2 separate regions of the Zea mays genome follow, and region 1 is linked to region 2. The links are chromatin contacts, called in public Hi-C maps. All regions are on one chromosome and are shown on one strand. The core of a region is the stretch at or near the end of the contact, and the rest is flanking DNA. Distances in the headings are between cores, read along the strand shown. Region 1 holds the start of LOC103647662 (serine/threonine-protein kinase/endoribonuclease IRE1). Region 2 holds the start of LOC100193690.

The links. A called contact is a pair of places that touch in the nucleus more often than the background predicts.
Region 1: a Hi-C map of bundle sheath shows a contact between it and region 2, with 3 times the contacts expected there. The contact joins the promoter of LOC103647662 here to the promoter of LOC100193690 in region 2. A contact is called at or near these places in 5 of 25 Hi-C or Micro-C datasets (bundle sheath, ear, leaf and 1 more).

What each region holds. Positions count from the first base shown.
Region 1 is chr2:205,424,082-205,431,017 of Zm-B73-REFERENCE-NAM-5.0, reverse strand. LOC103647662 (serine/threonine-protein kinase/endoribonuclease IRE1) reads right to left here and starts at 4,638. Exons shown (of 7, transcript XM_020548555.3): 1 at 4,113-4,638; 2 at 3,468-3,949; 3 at 2,063-3,387; 4 at 1,044-1,216; 5 at 706-952; 6 at 313-607. The coding sequence starts at 3,512.
Region 2 is chr2:205,281,118-205,287,628 of Zm-B73-REFERENCE-NAM-5.0, reverse strand. It overlaps LOC100193690, which reads left to right and starts at 3,230. Exons shown (of 7, transcript NM_001367035.1): 1 at 3,230-3,508. The coding sequence starts at 3,308.

The DNA of each region.
Region 1 (6,936 bases), core at 3,389-5,888, 140 kb before region 2:
AGCACAGAACAGAACAGGAAGAAAAACAAGGAGAAATCAGAAATGCACAAAATATATGTAAAATGACATGCCAAAACAAGCTAATTCAGCATAGTTTGTTCAGATAAAAATTTATCCTGCATTCTTCAAAATTCTCTGCTATTCATTCACAACATGCATATTCTTTCGCATCAGTTCAGAATGAAAATCTGGACAAAACTATCAGGTAACACAGACAGCATATGCCAATCAGTTCAGCAACTAATCAACAATTTAACGGCACTCATACAGCATAACAAAATTCAAACACAGTAAAGTGCAGCACCAACAAACCTTGAGATCATCTGAAAGTTCTCTGTAATGACCCGATTTATTTCTGATATACCTCAGAAGATCACGAATAGACCCAAAGTTATATTTTCTATAACGACCCATGTCTGTAACCAAAGCAGCATCCAATTTCTCTCCCCATTTTCCACCAAACGCCAAAGATCCTATGCTTTCCAGTGTGTTTATGAGGTCAGTTTCACTGGTTTTCTCAATTCTGTCACTGGTATCCCTTAGAAACGAAAGACGCAATTCAGGGCTCCAAAAGAGTGGATGGTGCATGACATATACTGCTGTCGGTCTGTTAGCGTTAAAAAAGAGTCAATTCAGTAAAACAAGAAGACACACATAACTAACAAAAATAAGGGAATTTAGGCTGCACAGGACCTTAGCTCTTACCTTGCCTCTGGGTTTGGTTGTAACAAATGAGATATAAGATGGACTGCTTCTGGTATGTAGTCCACCATAAAGAGATCAAAGCGATTGTTTGCAATGTTCACATCCCTTTCATAGTACTCACCAAACGGATGCTTGCCTTTAGTGATACAATAGAAAATAAGGCAGCCCAAACTAAAAAGATCCATTGCACGAGTTTGACGACCATGACGAAGCTGTTCAGGTGCCCGCCAGCCAGAGCTTCCAAATCCTGCAGTACACCATCAAAGATTAAACTGCTAGCTAAGAATAGCACTCAAACAACATACAGAATAGCACTCTGCAAGTGTAAACCTCTTTACCTGTACCATGATGGCTAACAGAAGTCATGTCATCTTGCAGGTGCTTACTGATACCCATATCAGAAAGCTTTGCTCTAATAGGTCCTCCTGCGCTTATTAAGACATTTTGAGGCTTCAAATCACGATGAATAATTCCCAAGTCATGCAGATGCACAAGGCCAGCAACCACATCTCTGCATAAGAAAAATCACAAAAATCAGGGCAGCAATAGGTATCACAAGTACTCATTGGAGTACACCTGACATAACAATGAGTATAAGAAATTAAGAATATTACGAATTAAGGATGTTCAAAGAATGTTGCAGAAGCATTCTTGCACAAAATGCAGTTAAGTCCACATGTTGATAAATGTGGCAACTTTTAGTGGGACTCTTTTGATTTTCTATTGAAACCCATGCTTCCTTACTACCTAATAACTAATTACAGGTTTCCAACATATGTCTCGGAGCCAACATAAAAAAAACAAGTTGTATTATAATTGGTAAAAAAACTTGACTAACTAGATTATGCAATAAGATCAGCACACAGCTCCAACCACAAAATCTTGTGGAAAAGCTAAGACAATCCATGCAAGGATAAGTTCTGGCTACAGAGACCGAGTAACTAAAGATGTGTTTGTTTCATGCCGAACCACTCCTCGCCTAAGCCACGGCGCCGCCAAAAGTGCGGCGAACAAAACAGACACCACACCTGCAGTGTGAGACTGTGAGTTGACGATGAACTACAACTACAAGCCTATAGCGTGAGTGCGGCTCGCCTAGACCGCAGCAGCAACCAAGCAGCGCTGTGAGATGCCGCAGTTTTGGTGTGATGATCAGTGGCGGCATAGGCATGACACAAAACATGCCCTAAGCCCTAAATATAGAAATTCCATTATGTAATTCCGTACCTCGTAAGTAATAAAATTTGGTTTGTCCGTGATGGAAAAAATATAGAAATTATACATGGAAAAGGGAATGGTGCTGAAAAGTGAAAACATAAGCATCACCAGCAGAAAACATATGAGATCATTCATGTACCTCATCAGCTTCAGGAGTTGTGCTGAAGGAAGCCCATCATGTGTCCACAATTCCACATCCATTCCCTTAACATTTGAAATCTTTGACTTGATGCTGAAACTGGCCTCATTGTTAGAAACAGACTCTCCAGAAGACAGATATGAGTGTTTTTGAATTAGATCAGCCAAACTGCAGTGACACCTCTCAAGGGAGATATAAACAAAATCGCTGTCATAGTCACAACCATATAGTCTAACAATATTTGGATCATGATCAGATATAATAAGATTCTGAGTCTCCTTTTCAGCTATGTCATTGTGGGAACGCAGCAGACGTTTAACAGCAACTTGACGACCATCATACGATCCTTCAAAAACAACTGTGCCATTGCTCCCTCTACCAATTTCTTTATTGGAGACATATAGTTTACCAATGTGACGACCACCAAGGGCATCTTTTAGTGCAGAATTTTCCATTGGTGCCTCAGTTGACCCACCAGTTTCACTGCACTCCTTGTCAGATGCTGTCAAGGTCTCAGGGCTATTGACAAGTCCATCCTTCTTCCGTGTTTTTCTTCTTTTAGGAGATCCCTCTGACCTGCCTCTAATGTCCACCGATTTCTTGTCGCGCGTGAATGGCTTAATAAGCTGAATCACAAATTGCCTGCAAGACTTGCTTGCAGAGGTCAAGCTCAACAGATAACCAATGACCAAAAATATGGGGAAAAAAGAAAATAACCATACATAAGTGTTCCTAGTGGGGGTTTCGGTAGCTTCAGAATCAGCAGAGATGACATGAGATCGAGCACCATCATACGTTTGATTTTGAGAATCATCCAATACGATATCTGACTTCCCAGCAGTGTTTGGTAGCTTCCTTGGGGTTTGAACTGGTTCCAGGGCATCAGAACCATGGATGGAAATAAAAGGGGTACCTTCTTTCAAGACAATTACATTAGCTGAACGTGAATCAGGTAAAGCAAGTGGCAAACCCTCACTTCTGATGCATGGAATGTCAGGGTGGTTGTATTTCACAGAGAAAGAAGTTCTTGTCCAGTTAAATAAATGCTTGCCAAGATCTGATGCACTAAGAGAATAGTCATTTCTCACAAGCACCATGATATTATCGCTGTCATAATTAGTACGGGCATTTAGCTTGGATGGTGTTCCTTCAATCCCTGGTCCTTCCAATTCATTTAACACAGCTGGAATACTGTGCCTGTAAATAATCTCACCACTATCAGAATCAACAACAAAAACGGTTGAAACTTTTGATCCAATAGTAACAACAGAATCCCGAATGTATGGGCTTCTGGCAACGAATTCCTCCAATTTCCATGGGAGCCTCTGCAGGAATATAGAGACAAGGGTGAAAAACAAATATCTGCACAAGGTTTCAGAGAAGCACTGTGCCTAAGAAATCATACCACGGTGTTCCCATTATAAACCTCCCAAAGTTCAGTACCATTCATGTTCTTGTTCTCATTGAAAGGATAAATGAGGTAATTCAGACCAGACTCAGCGGTATTAATCTGGTCTGATAGTGGAGGCCCTGTGGTGATCTCCCACAGAGGAGATTGCGACAGTTTGTCCACAAGCTGAATTGTGCCATTATCCCAAAACTGAAGCACAGAGCTGTTGACAAAGAGAACCAAAAGTCATTCGATCAGAAATACCAACAAACCATAAGGTGCATAACTGGTATGCCACTTCCAGATGCCCCAACCCCCAAGAATGTGCTAAGCATGAGTGAGTAGCCCTCGGTAGCACAGGAAGTATCATGCCCAACCAGTGGCCACATTATAAGAAACCTAATCAGCAAAGGCTCCTCCTTCCGTGCTCCAGATCAACACAAAACAAGAATATGGCCCAAAATGCTTTTATTATGGAGATAAGACCAAGAAAGCCCCTGCAGTACAAGAAACCTTATGCTATTAGCTCGTAGCTACATTTCGCTCTGACTAAGGTTTCCAACACTCGAGCGCATAGAAGCCAATTCAGACAAGAAGAAGCAGCCGCGCACAAACGACGCCCCCGCAACGGGAACGGGGAAGGGAGACAGCGAGGCTCACCTGGATTCGGCTTTCGCCTCGTCGGTAACCAAACTAGCCGGCTCGTGGCGCGCAGGCTGCGGCCGGACAAGGAGCTCCCGGAAGCTCTGCTTCTTGGGCCTCGCTGGGGCGACGAACTCGGTGGAGCGCGCCTCCGCCGCGACGATCTCCGTGGAGCGGGAAACCGCCGCCCCATCATCCTCCGGAGCCGCTTCTCCGTTAAGTGCGAGGCGGGGCGGGGGAGCGGGGAGCGCGGGGGGCGGGGGCGGGAGGAACGCGCCGCCGCCGTCGTCCACGCGGAAGACGAGTCCTGCGAGGAGGACGAGCGGGATGAGGACCCGGCGGAGCGACCTCATCGGCTGCGGGGCATGCCTAGGGCTTCTTCGGAGGGGGAGGGGTGGGTCCGGATCTGATTGGAGCTTGGACTCCGGCAGAGGATTGCTAGGAGAGGAAGGGGATGGGAGACGGGAGTGATCTGTTATTCAGCTTTGCTGTTGTGAGTCAAAGCTATCGGTTTGGGAACAAGAGGAAAATGGCTGCAGCGGCGTAGGGATGGCAATGGGTACGGGTATGGGTAAATAACCGTGGATAATTATCCATTGGATATGGGTATGGTGGAATTTGATATCCGCGGGTACGGTTATAGATATAATAAGGTATCCGCAGATATTTTTTTCGCGGGTATGGATATCCAGTATCCATACCCGTTACCGTTACCCAATGAATATCTAACATGTGGGCCATCCGGATTTATATATTATCATAATTTCTTATTTTCAATTTTTATCTATAACATGTTGTTTGGTGCTGAAATTATCATTTAATGCAATTGGAATGATAATTATTTTAAAATGTAATAAAATTGTTGTTTGGTGTTTAATGCTAAAATTGTAGTGGGCGGGCGGGTAACGGGTATCCACTGGATAGCGGATAACCGGCGGGTACGGGTATGGATACAGATCCATACCCACGAACGTTTATGGGTACGGATATGGGTTGAGTTTTGACTCGCGGGTATGGATTCGCGAACTATATATCCGTGTACTACCCACCCGATTGCCATCCCTACAGCGGCGGCAGGCGCCGGGCCGGGATTTGCCTTGGCTTGCGTTGAATTGTTTAAATGCACTATAACTAATAGTTAGTTGGCTAAAAATTATTTATATAATTAGCTATCTAGAAAATAACTACCTAACTATTAACTAATTTACCAAAAATAGATAATAGTTGAATTATTAGTTAGTGTGTTTAAATGTCTCAACTAATTTTAGCTACTAATTATTAGCTCTAATGCATTCAAACACTCTTTAGAGTATCTTGAACAGACGTTAATTCGTGTATTGAGTTAAGAGATACGCTTAAATCCCTACAAAAGAAGCATGAGAATTTCAAAAAAAACTAGAATAATAGAGGTAGATATGGCTTTTATTATAACGATGGTTCAAAATAAACTTACATTCAATAAATGCAAATATGTTTTGTTGCTGATCTAATATAAAAATAAATAACCTTAGGCCCGGACTAAATATTAGTGCCTCCATTATAATCTCATTTAGTCTCTAAATTACTAAACGATAGGACTAAAACAGTGAGTGACTAAAAGAGATTAAACCATATTAATTTCATCTTATGTCCCTTGTTTATTTCAGTTACAATAATAGCAAGAAAATGATAATGGGTCAAAGTATTCATTGTCGTGGGAACCTTAACTTGAGCGAGGAAGAAATTTACAAGATCAGGAAACTAGGAGCCCCATAATCTGAGGAAGGCCATGGCTAATCCTCCAAATAAGATAAGGAAATTCGCTTAGGTTCTTTTTCTCTTTTTCTCGAGAAAGCAAGTCGAGCCGCTGCGATGGATTTTAGTCGTCTTATGATTCATTTAACACGTTCTAGAAACTTTTAATCCTAAGAATCAAACATAATAGAGACTAAACTTTAGTCTCCTAACTAAACTAAGCAAACAATCCGTTAGAAGCTTTGATTTGCATGCTGCCACAATATACTGGAGATACGTTAGGTCATTTCCTCAAATGTATACTACTCGTCAATCAAAAATCAAGTATGATCATATAAAAATAAACAAATTCTAGCATATATGAGTATGGCACTGATGAAAAAAAATCACGGGACAAAAATTGGCAAATAAACATTACATTTGTCATGACTAGTGTCTAGTAATAAGAATCATTCACAATTGTTGCTTTTTTTGCGTGATTGTTTTGTTTCAGTATGAAAAGAAAACAAAAATAGAGACCGAACAAACTCATAAAGCCTCCATCGTCACTATCTGTACTAACTATTAAGGGGGCAGTGTAGACTGCCCCCGCTCCCTACCTGCACACGCAACTGCCTCCCGCACAGCACGCCCAGCCGCCGCGAAACCCCCCCACGCCCCGAGATCTCGCATCCGCCGATTCCGCCGCCACCACCTCCTCCTCTCCCCCTCACTGCGTCTGCATCCGCCGATTCCGCCACCTCCTCCTCCTCCTCGCTCCATCTATGGAAGGACACCACGCAACAGCCCATCTCCGCTCTGCTCACCCCGATTCCCCACATGGCCATGGCGACGATGGAGGCCACCACGCTGACGGCGCTGCTCAAGGAGGCGGCGGCCGCCTTCCCGACCCGTCGTGTAGTTGTCGTACCGGGCAGGCTGGAGCTCACGCACGTCGCCCTCGACGCTCTCATCGACGCGGCGGCCGCACAACTCGCCGCCGACGCCGGATTTCTCCCGGGCCACGTCGTCGCGTTCTCCTTCCCCAACACCGTCGAGGTTCGTCTCCTTTCGAATTCGATCGGTCATGTTCCTGCCTGCGCGACACAGAGCCCCAGAGTAGCAGGAG
Region 2 (6,511 bases), core at 1,981-4,480:
TTTCCAATTGGTTAGCATTTTTCAAATTGGTATAGCTAATCTTCTTTCAATTGGTAAAACCTCTCTTGAACACTAAGAGGAGAATTTCAATTCAGGGGGAGTTTTTGTTTAAGTCAAAGGAAAAAGCATTTGAAACATGGGGAGAAAATTTTAAATCTTGAAAATGCTTCTTGCAACATACCTTTGTCTATTTGCAAAAGGACTTTGAAAAGATTTTCCAAAAGATTTTCCAAAAACAAAACAAGTGGTGCAAGCGTGGTCCAAAAATGTTAAAAAGAAAGAAAGCAATCCATGCAAATCTAATGAAGGTGTAAATTGGTTTAATTCCAAGCAACCTTTGCACTTGCCTTAGGCAAACTAGTTCAATTCTGCACTTATATATTTGCTTTGGTTTGTGTTGGCATCAATCACCAAAAAGGGGGAGATTGAAAGAGAAATAGGCTCAAACCTTTTCCTAAATGATTTTGGTGGTTGAATTGCCCAACACAAATAATTGGACTAACTAGTTTGCTCTAGATTATATGTTCTACCGGTGCCAAAGGTTCAACACAAACCAATGAAAAGATTAAAGTTAGGGTTCAAAAGAAAGGATCAAAAGAAACCGAAGTGAACCCTGGTCTGGCGCATCGGACTGTCCGGTGTGCCACCGGACAGTGTCCAGTGCACCACCGGACAGTGTCCAGTGCACCACTGGACAGTGTCTGGTGCACCAGGGTGGATCGACTTCAAACTCTTCACCTTCGGGTTTCTGAGTCCGCGCTCCGCTATAATTCACCGGACTGTCCGGTGGGTCACCGGACTGTCCGGTGTGCCAGCGGAGCAACGACTCGCTAGCGCAACGGTCGACTCCAACGGTCGACTGACATCTGCACAGTGCGCGGACAGTTCGCGCAGAGTCAGAGCAGCGCCATAAGGCGCACCGGACTGTCCGGTGGCCCAGGCTGTCAGAGCTCAAACGGTCGAAACCGTCAGAACCCTAACGGTTGGGTGACGTGGCTGGCGCATCGAACAGTGTCCGGTGGCGCACCGACTGTCCGGTGCGCCCATCGACAGCAGCCCTCCCCAACGGTTGTTTTGGTGGTTGGGGCTATAAATACCCCCCAACCACCTCTATTCAAGGCATCCAAGTTTTCAGTATAGTGCATTCAATACAAGAGCTCTAGACTTCACTCTAAGACACAAACAAGAGATCAAATCCTCTCCCAAGTCCAAAATCACTCCAAACACTTAGTGACTAGTGAGAGAGAGATTTTCGTGTTCATTTGAGTTCTTGTCGCTTGGATCGCTTTTCTTCTTCCCCATTCTTGTTCCCAGGACACTTGTAATCAAAGCAAGAGACACCAATTGTGTGGTGGTCCTTGCGGGGTCTAAGGGCATGTTTGGTTCACTACCTCAATTGCCACACTTTGCCTAACTTTTCTGCCTAAAGTTAGTTATTCAATTCGAATGACTAACCTTAGGCAAAGTGTGGCACATTTAGCCACAAACCAAACAAGCCCTAAGTGACCCATTTGATTGAGGAGAAAAGCTCACTCGGTTTAGGTGACCGTTTGAGAGAGGGAAAGGGTTGAAAGAGACCCGGTCTTTGTGACCACCTCAATGAGGAGTAGGTTTGCAAGAACCGAACCTCGTAAAACAAATCACCGTGTCATCCGCTCTATTTCTTTGGTTGATTTGTTTTCACCCTCTCTTTCGGACTCAACTTTATTTCTAACGCTAACCCCAGCTTGTAGTTGTGCTTAAAGTTTATAAATTTCAGATTTGCCTATTCACCCCCTCTAGGCGACTTTCACATATATAACATGTTTAAGGGTGCAAACATCAGATAGTTACCATTTTACTTTAAGTTGCATTTTAGGCCCCTGTTTTAGCTCTTTTGGACTTGAAACCTTCAAATTGGCATCAGGTGGACATGTGTTCATACTCATTAAACTAGTTAGCCTATATATGATGTGTTGGACACTTAATCACTAATATAAATAAAAATGACTATCTAGCATATTTCTCTTTCACATACAGGTCCCTAAACTCTCAAAATGATTTTAGGTCCTTAAACGTGTTTGGTCGTATTAGCTAGGTCCCAAACTCTCAAAACGAATTTTTAGGTCCCTAAACTTGTTCCAGGGCACACTACAGATCCAAACAGGTCCAATCTCGAAGTATGAGCCTACGTGTCGCTGTTGACGTGGATAACCGATGATGTAACCTATCTTATAGGGACTAGAATTTTTTTTGGCACAAAGTTTTTTTTGCAATTTGACTCTCGAATTATTTTACATTTTTAACGTAAATATAAGCATGAGTGTGTCATCAAAACCACACCAAAACTAATTTGACAGTTTATACCTAGTTCTTGAAACAAATTTGAAGTTTATACATGAATGGGAAAATATGGAGAATATACTCCTCTCTGATCACATAGTTTATACCACATTATCATAACATCAATTTATACCATAATTGTATGTGAAGGATTATACGAGAACCACAAAACAAATATGAAGAAGCATGTTAGTTATAAATATAACTATAAGTTTGATAATGTGAATTTTTGTAGTCATATTTATAACTAAGAGGTGGTTTGTATTTGTTTTGTAATTCTAGTATAATCCTTCAAATACAATTCTAGTATAAGTTTATGGCATGATAACATGGTATAAAATATATTATCTGAGGGTACATTTTTCATATTTTCCATTGTTGTATAAAATTCGAATTTGTTTAAAAAATCGGATATAAACTTTGTCAAATTGGTTTTAGTGCCACACTCATACTTATATTTACCTTAAAAATTTTGTAAAAAAATACAATTCAAGAGTCAAATCGCTAAAAAAACTTGGTGCCAACAAAATTTCTAGTCTCTGTAAAATGCGTAACATCATAGGTTATTCACATTAGTAGCGCCACAAAGGCACATGCTGCGAGATTAGATCTGTTTACATATACAGTGTCTTAGAACAAGTTTAGGGACCTAAACATTCGTTTCAAGAGTTTGGGATCTAAATGATACGACCGAATAAGTCTTGGGATCTAAAAATTTGTTTTGACAGTTTGGGGACATGAATCACACCGTGGAACAAGTTTAGGACCTATGATGATGTACTTCACTCTTTATGTTTTCTCTCGGGCATCAAGAAACTGTCACTCGCCGCTGGGTCCGCCTAGTCAGCGACGCACCAAGCCCAGCAAGCAACAGTCCAACAGCCAACAACCAGCCAGCGCGCGCCGCCACCGACACGCACCGTCCGGTCCGCCGCTGCGTTGCCTTTGCCCCCTCCTCGAGGCTAGCCCCGCCTCGCGGGAGGAGATGGACTGCTGCCGGCACGTGAACCCGTTCCGCGCCTGCTCGGGGCTGCGCGGGCTGGGCTACCTCATGGTGGCGCTCGTCGCCGCCATCGTCGCCGTGTCCTACTACGCCGTCGTCGTCTACGCATGGGGCCCCATGCTCCTCGCCGGGGGAGCAGCCGCGGCAGGTGCTGCCGCCGTGATCGCCGCCTTCCACATACTCGTAAGCGCCGACGCCCTCACAAGTCACACCCCCTCTCCCCTTTCTGTTAAGATCTGTGTTCAGTACTACAGCGTGAGACATCTGCAATAAGCTTATAGAGCCTAAAAGATTTTATTTCCGTCCAAAGTTTCGTATACTAAACTATAGTGATTCCTATCATCTGCACATTTATCACCGTGGCTCCTTTGGATGGATTCTAGGGTTAGTTAAGCTATGCTTGTCATTTGTGGATCCCAGGCATGTACACTAGGTACTAGAATTATGATGCACGTACGCCTTGCTGGTGGTATTCTCTGTTCATCCCTGTACTATTGTGCAACTGTGAAAATGTATTTGACTTGTGAAGCAACTCCGTCATTTGTGGGACATAGTTCATTTAGTGTGACGGCTATCAGTGCTTAAGGTGAAGAATGTAGTAATTCATCTAGTGATTTGAAAGGGATTAGCTTAGCTGGCAGGTTGTTAAGCCAGCTGGCTTGTAACAGACTCGTTTGGCCACAGGCCTAGGGTATAAGTACTAGAGTTGTAAGCATTCAAAGATATGAAATGAAATAAGACTGGACACCACTTATCTCTGTTTGAGATTGTTCTTCACCCTTATCTCCGGCAACCGAGCAGCAGGCCTCACACCATGACATCTAGGCGCGTCGGTGGCCAAGGGGGTGCTACACTTGGTATCGGATTCAGCGATCCACGACAGCTCCGACGTCTTCGGTCATGAGTACGTCTTCATCATCTTCGACGGGCGGTTCTTCGTCACGTCATCACGGCTCCACCTCTTCTTCCATCGGCGTAGACACGATTTGTGTTAGACGCCATGGCTGAGTTGTCTCGGGCCGCGGAAGATCATTGGACACAGATGGAGACGTTGCAAGCCATCAATCAGCGTCTCAGGGCGGTTGAGAAGATTCAAACACAGCTGGTGGGACAACAAGCACTGTCGACATCCATGGCGGAACAAGCAACGAAGGATCGAGACATGATGACTCGACAAATTGAAGAGACTGGGAAGAGGGTTGCAGCATTGACCTTGGAGCGCATGGCTGAGGAGATGGATCGTTTTGGTGAGCCTGTTCCTGAACCTTCTTCTGATCATTCAGGGGCACCTCTTATTTCGCCACGGGGACCGCGTCCAGGGGGCCATATGCGTGGGCATCCAAGGTTTCATCGTGATACTGCACCTGGGTTTCCTCATCAGGATCAGGACATAGGAGGGCAAGCTTCATTGATGAAACTATCTTTTCCCAAGTTTCAGGGAAAAAATCCATCAATATGGTTGAACAAGGATTATTTCACCATTTTTCATGTTCCTCATACTATCTGGGCTATGGCTGCTTCTATGCATATGGAGGGAAAAGCGGCTAAGTGGTTACAGGTGTATAAGTTGCAACATACTTTGGGAAACTGGCAGAAATTTACAACTGCTGTTGTGGAGGCATTTGGATTATATTAATATCCCAAAGCCATGTATGATCTACTTCATGTGAAGCAAGAAGGATCGGTGGAGGATTATGTGGCTGTTTTTTATGATCTGAGATATTCCGCTGCTATGCATAATCCTACACTAGATGAGATATTCTTTGTACAACAATTTGTGAAGGGTCTCAAGCCTGAGATTCAGGGGTCAGTATTGTGCCAGGTTCCCACGACAGTGAATAGGGCGGTGTTGTTGGCCCAACTTCATCAGGATGTGCTAGAGATGAGCAAGTTTAAACCCCAAAAGCAACCTTATCCATTACGCCAAGGGAAGCCTGATGCCAAGAATGGGGCTGGTGGATTGGATTTCTCCAAAGAGAGGCAACTACGAGATTATAGGAGATTACATGGTCTTTGTTTCACTTGTGGAGAAAAGTATGAAGTAGGCCATGCGGCTAAATGCACTAAGAGGAATCAGGCTCAACTTCAGGTGTTGACAGCTGAGGATATGTCATTGGAATTGAGTGATGAGGTGTTGCGACATTTGGGACATGAAGATCAAGTGGTCGAAGGATTGTGTAACCTGTCTGTACATGCTGTTTCTGGTACTGAAGGGGTTGAGAGTATCAGATTGCGGGCTTTTGTGAAGAATCAAGTCTCTATGTTGTTGGTGGATTCTGGGAGTTCTGCCACATTCATCAATTATTCTTTTGTGCAGCAAGTTGGCATGACCACTATTTCCTGTTCTCCTGTCAAGGTGAAGGTGGCCAATTGGGCAGAATTGGTCAGTCAGTTGGTGGTTCCTGCTGTGGAGTGGTGGTGTGATGGACATACATTCCACACTGATATGATGGTGTTAGATCTGGGATCTTATGATGCCATATTGGGATTTGATTGGCTCAAAAGTCATAGCCCTATGACTTGTGGTTGGGACCAGAAAACCTTACAATTTTGGCATAAGAATGAAGTGGTTACTTTACAAGGGGTGGTTGCTGCTGAACCTTCCCCAGTGATTGAATTATCTGCTATACAGTTTAGAAAGTGGTTTAAGGGGAATGAGGTGTGGGCTCTTGCAGTTGTAGATTTCTGTGCTGAGGAGTCTGCTATACCTCCAATTTCTGATCAGCCTGAGGCCTTGACAGCTGTCTTAGCAGAATTCAGTGATGTTTTTGCAGATCCCAAGACTTTACCTCCAGCAAGGGTGTTTGATCATGTGATCCCTTTAGTGCCTGGGGCTGTGCCTGTAAATTCTAAGCCCTACAAATACTCTCCATTCCATAAGTCTGAGATTGAAAGGCAAGTGGAGGAGTTATTAGCTGCTGGACTGATCGAACCCAGTGCCAGCCCTTTTGCTTCACCTGTGTTGTTGGTTAAGAAAAAGGATGGCACCTGAAGATTTTATGTGGATTATCGTAAGTTGAATGATTTGACTATTAAAAATAGATTTCCTATGCCCCTAGTGGATGAGATCCTAGATGAGTTGTGTGGTACTCAATTTTCACTAGCTTGGACCTAAAGGCTGGGTATCACCAAGTGAGAATGAAGGATGGGGAAAAGTATAAGACAACTTTCAAAACTCATAGTGGG